Linked DNA regions of Mus musculus: regions 2 and 3 are each linked to region 1. Evidence: chromatin contacts called from public HiChIP or PLAC-seq and promoter capture Hi-C data. All regions are on one chromosome and are shown on one strand. The core of a region is the stretch at or near the end of the contact, and the rest is flanking DNA. Distances in the headings are between cores, read along the strand shown. Region 1 holds the start of Slfn1 (schlafen 1). Region 2 holds the start of AI662270 (expressed sequence AI662270). Region 3 has its middle 21 kb from the start of Slfn2.

Region 1 (3,607 bases), core at 303-2,802:
GTTACAGCTTCCCACACAATGCCATTGTACTGACAGTCACCTCCCCTTTTTCCTCCCCTCTTCTTCCTCTTCTCTTCTGATGGTTACCTTACTCATCCCACAGTCGCCCTCTGGTGTCCATGAATATACGTGTATATACAGATCTGGATTTTGCAAATTAGAGAAACATGCAATATTTGTCATTTGTGGCTACTCCAGCTTCTCTCATTTCTTTTTCCTCCTCCCTTTAGATACCTTCTTCAAGCAACAGTGTGAAATTCCATAGAGGTGAGATGCTAGGCATATTTGCATTTCCAGGTCATTTTCTTCAGCACAGTGAGTGTTTCCTCTTCACTTCTGTTTTCATTCCTGGAAAGGACATGATTTCACTTTTCTTTACATCTGAATGGCATTTCACTATGCATGTATGAGTATGCATATACCACATAAGTAAAGCATTCATACCAGTATATATTTTGCAACATCTGAGATTCTACTGAAACTTCAAGGATTCTAGAAAATGAGAAATTCTGATGAGTCAAGTGTTGTAAGGTCCAAAACTTGCAATGATGTCCAATAGGTGTGCAAGGGCACTGGATACAAGTTTGTGTTGGCAGATCAAGTTTAGGTTCGAGGTCTTAGGCACCATTTCCTTCTGAGGTCCCAGAAGCTCAGGAACATAAGAGTGGCGGGAAAGTCCAGAAGATAACAGAATGAATGTGGCATTGTCCTAACAACAGTATGTCACAAAAGATCCAAACCCAACTGCAACAAATTAACATTCATACTTATAGGTGTTAAGGTGGGGTAGGAAGTAGGGCATCTTGTTACTGATCCATTTCCCTTGAACTGGGGTGTCTTGAGTAAGGGTGCTGGAGTCACCCCCAGTCTCCACACCTGCCTGAGGCTGATGGTGGAGAGGCACCCACAGCTGGGTTTCTGAGGGACCTCTGCTGCTCCCTTGCCTCCTCGCTCCTATCACTTTTCCCAGGCTTGTCCTTTCTGCTCACTCCCTTCATTTTCTCTCCTCTCAACTCTACAGCCTTGTCTTTCTTCTCATAGCTGGCTTTTTGGATCTAAAATGCACTGAGCCAGGGAAACTTATATTACCAAAATTATCAAAAGAGAGGGCACAAAGAAAGAGCTGGTGAGTCTTGTCCGCTTGGGTTGCCCTTGGAACCTCCCATAGAAACCCATCTTCCCAAAGAGTTAGGAGATGCAGCTTGCACCTTGTGAGCCAGCATCCTACTCTGCCTCCCCTGGCTCAGCTTCCCTCTCCAATCATCTTCCTCCCTGGAGAGGCTTCAACAGGTGCTCATGCTGTGCCTAGTGTCACCTGCTCTTCTGAGGGTCAGGACAGCAGCAGCCGCAGCTTTGCCCTGGGGATTTGAGTGACGCTGTAAAGGTTAAGTTCAAAAGTCTAGAAGCCTTGTTCTTCAGTTCTGACAGGTGGAGTGGCAATCACAGAGGGGATGAAAGAGCTGAAGGAGATGTCTCACACTTCCTGGAGTGACATCAACCAATGAAACCGGGGTTCTCCAAAACTGAAATCGGGACCTAGAGAGGATGAAACAGTGCAATCCACTAAGGTCGGTCAAGACAAAAGCCGAGAGCAACCACAGGCACTGTAGCTCATCCCTCAAATCCAAGTGCTGAGAAGGACTTCTGGAGACAGCCACCACTCCCACTGCTGTGGGTGTCTCAAGCTTTTGCCTTACTTCCTCTGGCCCGCAAGTGTCCACAGCACAGCTAGCTCACAGCTAGCTCGCAGTTGACTTCAAGCAGCTGAGGGAACGTGCTCAGTAGAGCAGCTTAGGTAAGTGAGCCATCCTCCATGGCCGCCGCCTCTGTCGCAACCTCTCTGTCCCAGTGCCTACCAAGAATGCATTCTGCGGGCTGTGGGATGATGTGGGGCTGCCAGTACAACCCAGAGCTCTAAGGACAACCCTGGCTGCTTTGGTGCTTCTCTAGGAACTCTGGCTCCTTGGGACCTTCATAGCCTCCATCACTGGCTGAGGAGGACTTAGATACTAGGGGAGTGTGGGATGAGAGAAAAATCCCTCCCTCGGTCTGCGTAGATTGGGCTACTTACAGATCCAGATAGAAGGTTCTGAAATAATCCAAGAGGGTGTATGAAGTAGGAGTTACTGAGGCAAGCCCCTCTGAAGGTGCTCCATCTTCTTGAAGACATGACCCTGTGGAAAGGTATGGGGAAATTGCCCTTAAACAATGAAGAACTCCACTCTGGAACTAAGTAGATCTAAGAACCTCAGACCCTGGAGGTTTTTCCCTAGAAAACAAGAGCATTGCTCTCCCAAGCAAGAGGCAAAGCAGCATCCTAGCTGGAAATGCTCTACAGCTGTTTCTCAAGAGCTTTTCCCACTCTTGTGTCCTCATTCCGTGCCTTCCTACCAATTGGCATTGCTTACAGAAGTAGGGTTGCCTGCCTGATTGTCATCTGTTTTCCACCAAAGATAAAAACAGCAATTTTTTTTATTTCAGTGCTCAGAATTTTCTCCAGTGAACACTATAAAGAATTTTGAAAGAAACTACTAATATTTAAAACCAACTCATTGCTTCTGGGATATCAGGGAGTTTCGTGTAGGTATTAAAATTTGGTGAGCCTCAGAGTCCAGCTTAGTTGTTAAAGACCATTTTCTGGATAGATGCCCCCAGGGAGCATTTGAATCATAGAAATGTTTTTTGTAGTCACAGGTGTTGTATTGAGATAGACCAGGTCCCAGGCTATCCCACAGACTCTCTATAAATGATTCCACTGCAGTTCTCCTGAGTTCCAAATTTGCCAGTGAATATGCATCCTCCATCAGCACATTAATGTGAGATGTGGATCCTGTTGTTGTTGGGGAGTGAACCAGGGGTGCTGTCTTGGGACAGGACCTGATTAAGGTAGCGCTGGATGGGAAGGGCAGGGAGGGAATAAGTAGCAGAGACTGCTTTCAGCGCATAGAAGAGGGTGGGGCTGCACGTTCCATCTGGGCAGAAATGAAAGTGCTTTTCATGTAAACTTACTAGAGTTTCAGTTTTGTTTTTGTCTGGCTTTCATGTCTCCTCCCTACTTATACCCCCTACCTCCATACCTACCCAGCAAGGAGACTGTAGCAGAAAGATCTTGCCCAGAATATCTTCCAGGTTGTTTTCCAACTCAACTCTGCAAGAGCTGAGATGACAGGTTTGCACCACCTCCTTGGCTCCCTGCTTCCTTTTGCAGTGATGGTGAACATGTCTCCAGGCAATCCATCAGCAAAAATGGTCTCAACTCTGGAGCAGCCCTCCCATGGAAGAAGGAGGAGCCAAGCAACACTAACTAGCTATAATAAGGAAAAGAAATATAGGCAAGACATAAATAGATCACTCTGTCTCTCTTTTGTCTCTCTATGTGTTTTGTGTCTCTGTCTTCCTGTGTCTCTTTGTCTCTGTCCTTCTCTGTCTCTGTCTCTCTCTTTCTCTGTCTGTCTCTCTCTGTCTCTGTCTCTCTGTCTTTGTCTCTGTCTCGCTGTCTCTCTGCCTCCCCACCCCCACCCTGCTTTCTTTTCACCAAGTCTACTGAACTGTAAAGTTACGCACAAGTGCAAGTGATTGTCTTGGGCTAGCTTCACTGGCGTTCCCC
Region 2 (3,607 bases), core at 638-3,137, 110 kb after region 1:
ACAGCCACATGTTGCTTATGTCCCAGAGTAGAATCATGCAGCATGTTTTAAATATATTGAAGTATAAGCTTTTAATGGCTCAACCTACTACTAGCTTTAACTTAATTCTTTGTTATAGATATTATAGATTTTTTTAACCATATCTGATAATTTATAAGTCAATCCTTTTAGTATTTGACCCTGGAGTTTAAAATCATGCCTGGGTCTGAAAAAGGTGAGCTATAACCCACTTTCAGAGCCAGCAATAACGAAGAACATTATAGAACAATTTGAATATTACCCATATTTAAACAACATTTGAATTTCTATTATATTAAATCCAGTGTTCAGGAAAACCAGAGGTGAATTCTGAGCACAAGTAACTGGCAGAAGGAATAAGAAATAACATTTATTCTTGAATTCGTGACCAGGCAGAAACTAGCATGCAATGGTCATGTACATTCATACACATAAGATCCACATCTAAACATACAGGGTAGAAATCAGACTCATCCATAGCTTGGACAGGAGCTGGTTCTGGCCTGATGCAGAAGAGGGACAAGGCAGTTTGGCAGTGCCTGGCTTCCATGTGGGACCCCAGGTTTTACAAAGCTCTCCATTGAGCCCGGGGATTTACTTGTGAATCCTTCATCCAACCCCATCCCCTTATGCATACTCAGTGTTCTGAGATGTGAAGTTTTTATCAATGCAGTTTTCCTGCTCCCAAGAAGCAGCTGAAGGTGGAGCTAGGCACCACCTGGAGCCCTGGGTGCAGCTGTGCCTTACAGCCCTGAGTCAGAACATACAAACATAGGATAGATACATAAGAGAGGACAATGACATGTAACGATTGGACTTCTTTCCTTCAGAGGTCCATCAGTCCCTCTTGTGTCATCTAGTTTCATAGCCTTCCAAGTCTTAACACACAAAGATGGATCAGATATTGACTTAAGAGACCAAAATATACATGACATCAAAGACAACTGTAACAAATGACTAGTGTCTCATAGAGGTTCCATCAGTCTGACAAGGAGAATGTAATGGACAGGAGTCTGTTTCAGAGGCATCCTTGCATAATCCCTGGAGTACCAGGCATCCTGGGGAATTCTCACTTTAGCTGTGCAACTAGACATTGGAACACTGATGACTGTGCCAGGTCCTTGGCCACTCTGATTTCTGCCTCCCAGCATCGCCTGAGTGCATCTGCAGGGTTTATGTTTATACTGGGTTTTGCTGGGAAAAAAAAAAATGAACGCAACCACTTCAGGCCAAATTTAAAGCAAACATTTATGAAATATTAAATACGGACCAAGACTACTGAGAGGAGCTTACAGGCTTGCTGTATGGAATCTTCTCAGGAGAGAGAAGACAAAAGGTCATGACTCTTGATTTCATCCACTGGCCAGCACTGAGTAAAACCAGGACTAACGATCTGGCACCAAAGGTAAAAGCAAAATCCTTGTAGTTGAGTTAGGGGTGCATTATGTGAAGGTGGCTCTCTATATACTCAATGTTGAGGGATAAACCATCAGCAAACTAAGCACTAGCCAGACAGCTGAGTGCGAGCCGGATCTTGGTATTATTTCTTTTTTTGTTGTTGTCGGGGTTTTTTTGTTTTTGTTTTTTTGTTTTGTTATGTTTTTTTGTTTTTTTCGAGACAGGGTTTCTCTGTGTAGCCCTGGCTGTCACTGGCACTCACTTTGTAGACCAGGCTGGCCTCGAACTCAGAAATCTGCCTGCCTCTTAGTATTATTTCTGTGGCCTATCAGAGGTCCTATATTTTGTAAATATTAGACCTTCTTTACTTGCTTATTGGCTGTAATAAAGAGCTGACAGCCAATAGCTGGGCAGAGAGTGGAGGGCAGAACTTCCTGGGGAGGGACTCTGGAAAAAGAAAGCAAAGGCGCCAAAGTCGCCTGGGGCCTCGGAGATGAAAGATGGACCTGAACAGGAGCAGAGACGCAGAGCTGGCCACACATGGAAGGTAATGCCAGGACAAATCGGGATGAACTAGAAAGTTGGTTGGAAATCTGCCCAGCTATAGGCTTAAGCTTTAAAATACCCGATAGCCTCTGTGTCATCATTTGTACTGCTTCTGGGTCAGAAAGTCCTGCTATATAACTGAAATCACACGGGGGGCCTCTTTAGAAGAAACTGACCAGTGCGGAAGGAACAATATCCTCAGATCATGGAGAGCAAGAGAAGGAAACACAGAAAATAACCATGAGGCCTGAGAAATGTTTTGAATGTATGTGAGATTTATCACATCCTTCCTGCAACCGCTCCTGTCACCCTCCCTGAAGGCTGTCAAGAAAGGACAAGGAGACCAGCATGTGGTTTTAGTTTCTGCCACAAGGCTCACATGAGTCCCTCTGTATCGCCTGGCTGGCCCTTCCTTCCTCCGCATCCAGGCTAACTTTAAAATCCAACCTGAAGGTTTTAAAAATCCAATTATAAGTTAGCCTATATATTAGATGGGGGGGGGGGGGAGGAAACTTCATATTAAAAGCCCTGTATAAAATGCACTCTTTACTGCATTGAGTTTGGTCAAGAGTTTTCGTGGCTGCCTGTTAGTTTGTGTTACCAAAACGAAACATTGAAACATCGGCATGGAAGTTTCTTCTAGGAGCCTGCCCCCAGTTGGTAAGTGAGGAAACATGCATGCCCCTGCCTGAATTAAGGGGGAGGGTTGGGTACAAAAGCAGGAAGTACGTAAAGATATGTGTTTGCTTCTAATTGGACCTGATGGGAAAGCCAAATGGCTTTATGGGTATACGCCTTTAGATGACTCTGCAAACTACCTCTGCCGCCATTTTCTGGGGACCCGGAGTGGTTCTGGGCAAAATCCTTCATCTTGGCTGAATGAAAAAGAGAAAGAAAGAAAGAAAACATGACTGGTCCTGGTTTTCGGCGCCATGTGTATGAGAAAAAGAAATAAAAAGAAAGGAAGAGGACTGGTCCCAGGTATAGTGGAAGAGAAAGTTTGTGGATTGAAAGGGAGGCAGAGCCACGGGGCAGAATCTTCTTGGAGCGTCCAGAATGAACATGTCCCTAGCTTTTTTAGGAGATGGAGGAGAGGGAGGGAGGAAAGAGAGGTACCAGGTGCAGCAGCCCGGGTTGGCATTTTGTCTAGGCTCTGCCCACAGTTTCTGGCAACAGCCAGGTATACCTGACTCACTATAAAAGGGACTGCTTGCCCCCTCCTCACTTTTGCTCTCTGCTCTTCTCCTCTTGCCCTTGCTCCCTTACTCACTTCCTCCCTCTCCTCATTCCCCTCCCTACTCTCCACGTGCTCATGGCCAGCCACTACTATCTCTGCCTTTCTCTGTCTCTACTCCCTCAACTCACATCCCTATGCCCTACATTCTATTCTATATTATACCATCCCGTGGCTGGTACCTCAGGGGGAAGGGATGCCTCAGCATGAGCCAGCAAAGGGACCCTTTCCCCAACACCTTACTATGCCTCCACCAAACATATCCCTGCCTTCTTCTCTTTCTTTTTATAAAATACAACAGCCAGGAAGCCCAAAGGAGAGAGAGATGGGTCTGGTAACCAAAATGGTTGAATTGGAAGTGCAGTTGGGGAAAGGTGGCCCAACACTGAGCTGGAGAGTTCAGGGTAGGAG
Region 3 (3,607 bases), core at 726-3,225, 73 kb before region 1:
TCCTTCTCCTCCTCCTCCTCTTCCTCCTCCTCCTCCTCATCTTCCTTTCTCCTTCTCCTTCCTTCCTTCCTTCCTTCCTTCCTTCCTTCCTTCCTTCCTTCCTTCCTTCCTTCCTTCCTTCCTTCCTCCCTCCCTCCCCCCTCCTCCTCTTCCTCCTCCTCCTTATTCTCCTCCTCCATTTTTTTTCTTTTTGGTTTTTGAAGACAAGCTGTTCTGTAACTTGCTCTGTACACCAGGATGGCCTCTGCCTCCTGGCTGAGGCTGTTCTCCTGAATGTACCAATGTATGGGTTTGTTTGTTTGTTTGTTTGTCTGTTATGGCTATGTCAAAGCTTAGGGGGTAACTATGTGGGTTATTTCTGGGACCTCTGTTTTATTCCCCTGGCCTACATGTGTGGGTTTGTGCCAGTACCACACTATTTCTGTTACTGTGACTCTGGAATAAAGCTTGAGGATGAGTATTGTGGTTGTTCCAGCATTGCTTTTTCTGCTTGAAGGTCACGGTCTTAGTTAGGGTTTCACTGCTGTGAACAGACACCATGACCAAGGCAACTCTCATAACATTTAATTGGGGCAGGCTTACAGGTTCAGAGGTTCAGTCCATTATCATCAATGTGGGAATACAGGCAGGCATGGTGCAGGAGAAGCTGAGAGTTCTAAATCTTCATCTGAAGGCCACTAGGAGAAGACTGGCTTCCAGGCAGCTAGGATGAGGGTCTTAGATCTCACACCCACAGTGTCACACTTCCTCCAACAAGGCCTCACCTCCAAATACTACCACTCCCTGGGCCAAGCATATTCAAACCACCACAGTCGCTTAAGCAACTTGAGGCCTAATGTCTTGGGTAAAATGTTACTTTCCTTTCAAGTGCAAAGTCATCCTCTGCCTAATGAACCCAGTTCAGGTCCCTGCCTGAAAATGTGAAAACTGATGTTGATTAGAACCTGGGAAGGTTCACTGAAGTATGAACAGGGAAACTTGGATAATTAGGTTCTCTTATCTTTTAGGTCTTTCTGATGTCCTACAATTTTGTTAGAAGGAGACCTTTTAGTTTCCTGGAGTGGAACCTTCCTTCCATAAAAGTGCTCTATGCAAAGGTGGCAAAGAACCACACCTCCAAGTCTGCTGTAGAAATAGTCCCTCAAGGAGATCCACAATCCTGCGGTATAGAGACTCCATGATAGATAATTAATATTTTACTGCTGTTTATTTAGTCAAAAGACACTCATAATGGGACTAGAATGTGATAGCTCAGAGATTAGAGGCATGGGCTGCTCTTCTAGAGAGCCCAGGTTCAAGTCCCAGTACCCACATGACAGCTTATGACTGCCTGCAACTCCAGTTCCATAGGATTCACTGCCATCCTCTGCCCCCTGAGTGTACCAGGCATGTGTGTGTCCTTTTAAACCAAAGGCATGGCAGAGACTTGAGCATTTTATATCATTTTTTTCCTCAGTTATGATCTTGTGTCACCCCACCATCCCCATGGAACATCTCGATACTTCTAGTATCATAAGCTGCTGTGGAGGGAGTATGGATTGCTTCAGGATCTAAGGGCAAGTCATGAAGGAGAGATTCGTCTACACTCAGCAGTCCCAAGTACCTCTACTAGGTTTTTGTTTTGTTTTGTTTTGTTGGGTTTCTTTTGTTTTTTGTTTTTTTTTTTATTTTTTTTGTTTTTTGTTTTTTGGTTTTTTTTTTCCTTCGAGACAGGGTTTCTCTGTATAGCACTGGCTTTCCTGAACTCACTTTGTAGACCAGGCTGGCCTCCAATTAAGAAATCCACCTGCCTCTGCCTCCCGAGTGCTGGAATTAAAGGCGAGCTCCACCACGCCCGGCACTAGTTTGGTTTTTACCTAATGAAACTGGGGTTCAGTGTCCTTGACTTCATGGATGTCTTCTTTTGCGCTTCACCATCCTAAGCCATGATTCATGTTTGAATCATATATTATTTCTGTGGGAGCTGCTCTTTAGCTAGTGCCTCCCAAACAAGTCTCTGACTACTGGTGATGGTGTAACAGGACAAAGGTTCTTCTATTCTGACTCAGCTGAAACCATCTTGGTTTAAACTGAAACTGACCCCGGCCCCCACCCACACCTTTTCTACCCCTGCCATGGAAAGCCCTGTGTCGGGGGAAAGCCCCCCACCATGTTCTAGAAACTCGAGGTGGAAATGCCCAAGCTGACTGTATATTTTTGACTCTTGTTAGACTGCTTGCTTGCTTTATGCTTTATTTTTCCCTGCAACTGCAACAAGGATGTAGTTTTTCTGTGTTGTCTTTAAAATCTCCCAGTAGTTCCTCCTATGGGGCTGCAAACCCCTTCAGCTCCTTGGCTCCTTTCTCTAGCTCCTTCAATGGGGATTCTATGTTCAGTCTAATGGATGGCTGTGAGCATCCACCTCTGTATTTGTGAGGCAGTGGCAGAGCCTCTCACTAGCCAGTACCCGCAGAGCTCCCAGGGACTAAACCACCAACCAAAGAGCACACATGGTGGGACTCATGGCTCCAGCTGCATATGTACCAGAGATGGCCTACTCAGACATCAGTGGGAGGAGAGGCCCTTTATCTTATGAAGGCTCTATGCCCCAGTGTGGGGGAATGCCAGGGCCAGAAAGCAGGAGTGGGTGGGTTGGTGAGCAGGGGGAGGGGATGGAGGAGGGTATTTTTTCTGAGGGGAAACCAGAAAAAGGCATAACATTTGAAATGTAAATAAAGAAAATATCCAATAAGGAAAAATCTCCCTGTAGGGCTGGAGAGATAGCTCAGAGTTTAAGAGCATAGACTGCTGTCTTAGTCAGGGTTTCTATTCCTGCACAAAACATCATGACCAAGAATCAAGTTGGGGAGGAAAGGGTTTATTCAGCTTACACTTCCATACTGCTGTTCATCACCAAAGGAAGTCAGGACTGGAACTCAAGCAGGTCAAGAAGCAGGAGCTGATGCAGAGGCTTGGATGGAGGGATGTTACTTACTGGCTCCCTTCCCCTGACTTGCTCAGCCTGATTTCTTATAGAACTCAGCACTACCAGCCCAGGGATGGCACCACCCACAAGGGGTTCTCCCACCCTTGATCACTAATTGAGAAAATGCCTTATAGCTGGATCTCATGGAGGCATTTCCTCAAGGGAGGCTTCTTTCTTTGTGATAATTCCAGCTTGTGTCAAGTTGCTACACAAAACCAGCCAATATAGCTGCTCTTCCAGAGGTCCTGAGTTCAGTTCCCAGCAACCACATTGTGCCTCATAACCATCTATACTAGGGCCTGAGGCCCAATTCTGGAATGCAGGTAGACAGGTAGGAAGAATACTATATACATAATAAATAAACTAATAAAAAATTCCCTGAAATGTGCATTTGAGGCTGTTCTGTGAGAAGTGTATCTCTCCAAGCCTAATTTAAACTTTGATCATGCTGAGTGGTCTTTGGGTCTTGACCCCCCAACAACAGCAGTCCAAATATATTGAGAGTCCTTGGTTCAAAAGAATAGCCCTTTATTTCAGTACATAATCTCTTTATTTGTAGACCTGAAGAGTTAGACTCCGGAGATACTCCATTTATGCTTTAAACTTTCTGGCAGCCATGGGATACTGAGTATACCCACAAAA

What was found. Promoter capture Hi-C pulls out the DNA fragments that hold promoters and counts their contacts. HiChIP or PLAC-seq counts read pairs in DNA pulled down with a chosen protein or histone mark.
Region 2: a promoter capture Hi-C map of macrophages shows a contact between it and region 1, with 6 read pairs. The contact joins the promoter of AI662270 here to the promoter of Slfn1 in region 1. A contact is called at or near these places in 7 of 39 promoter capture datasets (cranial neural crest, embryonic stem cells, macrophages and 2 more), 1 of 484 Hi-C or Micro-C datasets (nephron progenitors), 5 of 115 datasets of contacts at active chromatin or transcription factors (CD8 T cells, effector CD8 T cells, embryonic stem cells and 2 more) and 1 of 9 other capture datasets (adipose tissue).
Region 3: a contact with region 1 is called in a BATF HiChIP or PLAC-seq map of CD8 T cells, with 27 read pairs. The contact joins the enhancer-like site here to the promoter of Slfn1 in region 1. A contact is called at or near these places in 6 of 39 promoter capture datasets (the C10 cell line, the HPC-7 cell line, liver and 2 more), 5 of 15 datasets of contacts at CTCF or cohesin (CD8 T cells, the G1E-ER4 cell line, large pre-B cells and 2 more), 3 of 484 Hi-C or Micro-C datasets (Th1 cells, bone marrow-derived macrophages and nephron progenitors), 12 of 115 datasets of contacts at active chromatin or transcription factors (CD8 T cells, Th17 cells, bone marrow-derived dendritic cells and 8 more) and 3 of 9 other capture datasets (adipose tissue, liver and pancreatic islet).

The regions. Positions count from the first base shown.
Region 1 is chr11:83,115,268-83,118,874 of GRCm38.p6, forward strand. It overlaps Slfn1 (schlafen 1), which reads left to right and starts at 1,553. Exons shown (of 2, transcript NM_011407.2): 1 at 1,553-1,795. It overlaps Gm51911 (a long non-coding RNA gene), which reads right to left. Exons shown (of 3, transcript XR_003949745.1): 1 at 3,082-3,607; 2 at 2,072-2,174; 3 at 1-1,536.
Region 2 is chr11:83,221,689-83,225,295 of GRCm38.p6, forward strand. AI662270 (expressed sequence AI662270) reads left to right here and starts at 1,888. Exons shown (of 4, transcript NR_015519.1): 1 at 1,888-1,963; 2 at 2,522-2,622; 3 at 2,764-2,943.
Region 3 is chr11:83,042,031-83,045,637 of GRCm38.p6, forward strand. No RefSeq gene overlaps it. Among named protein-coding and RNA genes, the nearest start is that of Slfn2, 21 kb to the right of the region's middle. Within about 2 kb of position 1,976, at least 37 of the 459 cell types and tissues checked have an H3K27ac peak or open chromatin away from gene starts, as enhancers often do. A contact at or near this core is called in CD8 T cells, Th1 cells, Th17 cells and 4 more, where this site is marked.